Regions from separate parts of the Mus musculus genome. Here region 1 is linked to region 2. A link is a contact called in public HiChIP or PLAC-seq data. All regions are on one chromosome and are shown on one strand. The core of a region is the stretch at or near the end of the contact, and the rest is flanking DNA. Distances in the headings are between cores, read along the strand shown. Region 1 has its middle 11 kb from the start of Gm39171. Region 2 overlaps Enpp6 (ectonucleotide pyrophosphatase/phosphodiesterase 6).

What was found. HiChIP or PLAC-seq counts read pairs in DNA pulled down with a chosen protein or histone mark.
Region 1: a contact with region 2 is called in an H3K27ac HiChIP or PLAC-seq map of embryonic stem cells, with 5 read pairs. The contact joins two enhancer-like sites. A contact is called at or near these places in 6 of 115 datasets of contacts at active chromatin or transcription factors (bone marrow-derived dendritic cells, embryonic basal ganglia, embryonic stem cells and 2 more) and 2 of 9 other capture datasets (adipose tissue and liver).

What each region holds. Positions count from the first base shown.
Region 1 is chr8:47,333,104-47,335,803 of GRCm38.p6, forward strand. It overlaps a transcript of Stox2 not described here. Among named protein-coding and RNA genes, the nearest start is that of Gm39171, 11 kb to the left of the region's middle. Within about 2 kb of position 1,273, at least 169 of the 459 cell types and tissues checked have an H3K27ac peak or open chromatin away from gene starts, as enhancers often do. A contact at or near this core is called in embryonic stem cells, where this site is marked.
Region 2 is chr8:47,057,362-47,060,098 of GRCm38.p6, forward strand. The region is part of intron 3 of Enpp6 (ectonucleotide pyrophosphatase/phosphodiesterase 6); the gene reads left to right. Among named protein-coding and RNA genes, the nearest start is that of Gm31231, 24 kb to the right of the region's middle. Within about 2 kb of position 1,375, at least 4 of the 459 cell types and tissues checked have an H3K27ac peak or open chromatin away from gene starts, as enhancers often do. A contact at or near this core is called in embryonic stem cells, where this site is marked.

The DNA of each region.
Region 1 (2,700 bases), core at 23-2,522, 280 kb after region 2:
GCCCCCTCCCCCTTAACTCACTGTGGGAGATAAGCCATGTACCATCCAAAGAGAAGCCACCCGCCTTTCTATCTGGTAAGCCCAGGGCAGAGCCAACAAACTGTTCCAATGGATACCAACAAAGAGTGACTATGTGGGGCAAGCATTAATTACAGGACAGGCTGGCATGGGAAACAGATGTCAAGGCTCTAAAAGGAACACTTCCTCAGCAGGTTATAAAAGGACAGAGTCACCATCTCTGTCCCATGTCCTACAATAAAGCACCAGGGGAATAAGGCTGTCCTGAAAGACTGTGACATTTTTTATTTGCTTTTGATAACAAAGTGACCAAGAACAAGAGACTAAACGTCCACTGAAGGCTCATCTGACACAACCTCCCAGGGCATCCCAGGCCAGGAGACGGCTTACCTGGCCCTTCTCTGCTGTGGCCTTGTGTTCCAGCCTCCCAGATTTATCTGTGTGACCTTTCTACCTCCCTCCTTGCAACATTTTTATTATTGTTTATTATATTTGTTTATCCAATTTCATACATGTTATACATAACAGACTGAGTTTGTTTTCATATTTTAAAGATCACTATTTAACCCTGCAGTCAAATAGTCTCAAGAAGGCGTCTGGAAGTGTCACGGTTATAGCTGTAGTGAAATTCCTAGACTTCTGTCAGCAAATGGAAATGGAGACTTTTGAGAAGGAACCCCCCCCCCCATGCATATCAGGCGTTGTATACAATGGATATGGGTAGCAAACACGCATCTGCTCTCATCTACTCTGAAACCTATTGGGCTGCTTTTCCTCTGTCCTAGACAGGAAACAGTCAACAAAAGCCTAGCCACCAATTCTTTAACAGGTGAAATAGAGCCTGACCAAGAGGATTAAAAATATAAACAAAAGAGGGGCCTTTTTCTTCGCTCTAATGTGTACCAGAGTATAAAGACAAACTACTTCTGGTCATGTTAACTTACAAGCTCGGAGTCACTGTTTCCACTGTCTCTCTTCTAACCACCTAGTATTTTACATACTCTTAAGTGCAGAGTTGGTTCGAATCGAATCAGCAACATTAAAAGGTTGATTTATTATGATTAAACAAATAAGTACAGCCGGTACCTATAACTGTACTTGCGTAACACACCTTGTCCCAAAGCAGCCTCCCAATGAAGTACAATGCCTAACCTAAGATTGTACCTCTGTAACCAAGCAACTAGGTTTCAGCCAATCACAGCCATCAGGCTTTTCCCAGTCCTGGCTGCTGCCGATCAGGCCATGCCCATATAAGGTGAATGCTGACTGTGGCCAATCAGGTTGCTTCTCTATGTCACTTCCTCTCTCTTGCTATAACTATAACCTGTTCGGTGCTGACACAGAAGTGGGCTCCTCGGTAGCTTTCCAGCCCCTCTGACAATGCCTGACAGCATCACAGTGGAGGGATTTGCATGTCTTTATTGCCGATTTTCTTCCCTCTGGGTGACAAACTGTATCTTAAGATAGCGCTCCGTGCTTGATTGGTTCTGTCATGTGTACTAAAGACAGGCTAGATCCTGCAGGACTGGAAGCAAATAGCTGTACAATCAATACGTATCTCTTCCTTAAAGCTACAGAAATAGCCTGAGCCTGGGGAGACAGCAAAAATCAGTAGATTGCCTGGCGTGGAGTACTCAGAACCATCTGCAAAGGTTTAGGTTCTACAAACTTTCCTCTTCCTCTTCCCTCTTCTCCCCCTCCCCTTCCCCCTCCACCTCCTCTTCTTTTTTATTTTTAATTTTGGTGGTAGGCTTCTTTGTTTTTCTTTTTCTTTCCTGTTTGTTTCTTTGTTTGTTTATTGAATCAGTGTCTCGCCATGCTGTATGCTTGTCTAGAATTCTCTCTGTAGCCCAGGCTGACCCAGAACTTTCAGTCCTCACAGAGTAATAAGATTATAGCCTGTGCCTAGGACCTACTTCTTGCTCAAGTAAAAAAATTAACTTAAACTGCTCTCTGTTTCCCATCAGCACAACAAAATTGCCAGTCCAGCTGCTCAGGCAGGAAACAAAGTGTCAGAAGTGCTACTGGTGACAAGCAGAAGGCCAGGGTGATGAAAGGCTTCCCATATGTCTAAATTTTACTCTAGTTCTAGACTTTAAACAACTATTAAAGAAATGCTAGTTTAAACTTAGCAATAGGGATACAAAGGAGATCTCGAGATACACAAAATGCCATAATTCATGCATTTTTAAAAATATTTATTTATTTATTTATTTATTTAGTATATGTAAGTACACTGTAGCTGTCTTCAGACACTCCAGAAGAAGGCATCAGATTCCGCTACAGATGGTTGTGAGCCACCGTGTGGTTGCTGGGATTTGAACTCGGGACCTTCAGAAGAGCAGTCGGTGCTCTTAACCACTGAGCCATCTCGCCAGCCCGATGCATGCTTTTTTCCCAGGAAAATAGCATATTAGACTCCATATCTTTTCTGTGGAATTCTGTGTTGCATTAACAGATCAAAAAAAAAAGATTTATATTAAAAATATTCAGTTGGAAGAGGAATAGAATTATTCAGCCCTAAGAACCAGTGCCAGGCTTGAGAGATGGCTTGGAGGTTAGGAGCACTCGCTGCTCTTCCAGAGAACTGGAACTCAGTTCTCAAGACCCACAGCAGACGGCGTACAAACTACAGCAACTCAGACCTCTGGCATCCTCAAGCACTAGGGTGCATGAAACACA
Region 2 (2,737 bases), core at 125-2,624:
ATGATTTTTTTCTATTGCATAGAGGAAAGACAGAGATGCAAGTTGACATTTTTAATATCAACAGCACTGAGACAAAAGGCTTTATTCACATTAACCTAGTTTCCTCTTTATCTACTATGTTACGTAGGTGTTCTCCCCACCTCTCCTGGTTTGATTTTCTGTTGCTGTCCTAAACCCTATGAGCAAAAGCAACTTGAGGATGAAAAAGTTTGTTTTGGTGTACAGTTATAATCAAGCCATCATCAAGAGAAGTCTAGGCAGGAACTCAAACATCATCCTGGAGGAAGGAACTGAAGCAGAGACCATAGAGGAACATGGCTTACTGGTTTGTTTTCTTACATTGATTGGCTACCTTTGTGTATACCCCAGGCCAACATGCCAGGTATGGTGGCGCCCATAGAGGGCCTTTCTACAAAAATCAACACTCAAGACTGATGGCTCACAGACATGCCCATAGACCAAGCTGATCTCTTCAACTCAGCTTCACTCTATACAGATATGTCTATGTCTGTAACAAGTTGACAAAATTTAATTATGACAACATCTCACAAAAGCATCTCTGAGTCTTGAAGGTTAACTTCCTTCTCTTGACTTCACAAGCTCTTGGGGTAACGTGGGCACCCAGGCTCTTCTAGAAGAGGCTTGGGTCGGCAAGGCTTCCAGGGCCTTCCCTGTGTGTGAAGTGACTGGAAAATGTGGCTTCTTAATCCAACAACCCAGTCCATACTCATATCTTCAAGATGCCTTGAAAGAAGAACCAGACAGATAGAAGAGGTTGAGAATCATCCTCTCTGGGACCATCCTGGGACTGGGCTCTTGAAGGTTAGAGAAGGGTGATGCTTTGAATGAGAATGTCCTCATAGGCTCATGTATTTGAATGTTTGGTCCCCAGTTGGGTGTTTTGGAGAAGGATTAGGAGGTGTGTCCTTGTTAGCCGAGGTATGTGACTGTGAGAGGACTTTGAGGTTTAAAAGTCTGTGCCACCTACAGTCTGTCTGTCTCTGCCTCTCTCTGCCTCTCTCTCTCTCTGCCTCTCTCTCTCTCTCTCTCTTTCTGTCTGCTACCCACAGGTAAGATATAAGCTCTCAGCTACTGCTCAAGTGCCATGCCTGCCTGCCTGCCTGCCTGTCTACTGCCATGCTTCCTTCCATGATGGTCATAAACTGACCCACTGAAACTGTAAGCACTCCCCAGCCCGGATAACTACTCTCTGTGATAAGTTGACTTGGTCATGGCATCTCTTCACAACAATTGAACAGTAACTAAGACAAAGGGGGATTCGGCTTTTTGTCTCTAGCAGCAGCCTGCCCCACTGATGTTTTCTGAACTCTGTCATCACACATAAAGACTCAGCAGGCAGGGCCCCTGAGCACAATACCACCCGCTCCACACCCACCCCTACCCCTACCCCCACTCCGCTTCCAAAACACAAGGCAGTTCATGGTCCATTATCACTTGATTCATTGTTGTCTTGGAAATTCTGTTTGCAGGAGGCTCATGGTGAGTTAAAAAAAAAAAAGTACCCAGTGCTAAAGACCAACTAAAGAATAGTTTGTAGAGTAGGAGAAGAGGGATCAGGAGGTAACCAGGGAGCCCTGGCTGCATGGAGGAAGCAGTTACTGCTTCCAACATGGTGCCAAGCAGATTGTACATGTAACCTGTTCAACGGGGCTCTGGAACCCAGGCCTGGTAGTACAAGACCATAATCCCAACTATGCTGAGACAGAAGGTTCAAAGGTTCAAGTTCTGTCTGAGCCACAGGGAGAGCTCAAGGTCAGTTTTTAAGTATCTTAGTAAGTAAGGAGTCTTAATGATAAAGGACCTGCCAATCATCATGGGTAGGGCCCAAGGTTAATGCTCACAATGGGAAATTACAATAGCATACTGACAAATAACATAGAAAACCAAAGAAAGCAAGATCTGGGCAGCCGCAGCAGGGGAACACCAGCTAAGAACTTTGGTTGACCTCTCAACTATTGCATACAGCTCCAGAGGAGTTCCTTTGGCCACCTCAACTCTCAGAACTCCAGCCACTGTTGAAGATAATAAAGGAACGGATGGATGGCAAGATAATTCCTCCCACCTGGCAAAGGAAGCCAGTTCAAGTATCTTGGCTGGGTTCCTCTTCTCTATGAACAGGCTAAGAAGAGTGGAGAAGCTCGCTCCTATTCAGTAGGGATGAAACTCTCCTACCTGCTAAACCTATACACTCAGGCAAAGTGATAAAGCCAAGCGGAAGAAGGCATTTCATCTCCCTCCCTCCCTCTCTCCCTCCCTTCATTCCTCCCTCCCTTCCTCCATCCCTCCATCCCTTCCTTCTTTCCTTGTGTCCTTCTCTTTTGCTCTGTGTCCAACACTATACCAGCAGCTCATTTAGCACCCAAATGGCAGTATATTAGTTGCTTTTCAGTTGTGCAATAAAACACCATGACCAAGACAACTTATAGAACAAAGAATTTATTTGGTTTGGGGTTTTATACAATTAGAGTCCATAATGGCAGACACTGAATGGCAGCAGGGAGTACACGTGGTGGCTGAAGTAGAGACCTGCAAGCTGAGAGTGCATATGGCAACCACTATCACAGAGTAGAGAGGATGAACTGAAAACAGGGGAGGATTTTACTCTTAAAACCCATAGCTGCTGATACACTTTCTCCAGCAAGGCCATACCACGTAGACCTCCCTAAACATCACCATCAGCCGGGGGGTGGGGTGGGGTGGGGGGGTGGTCATGTTT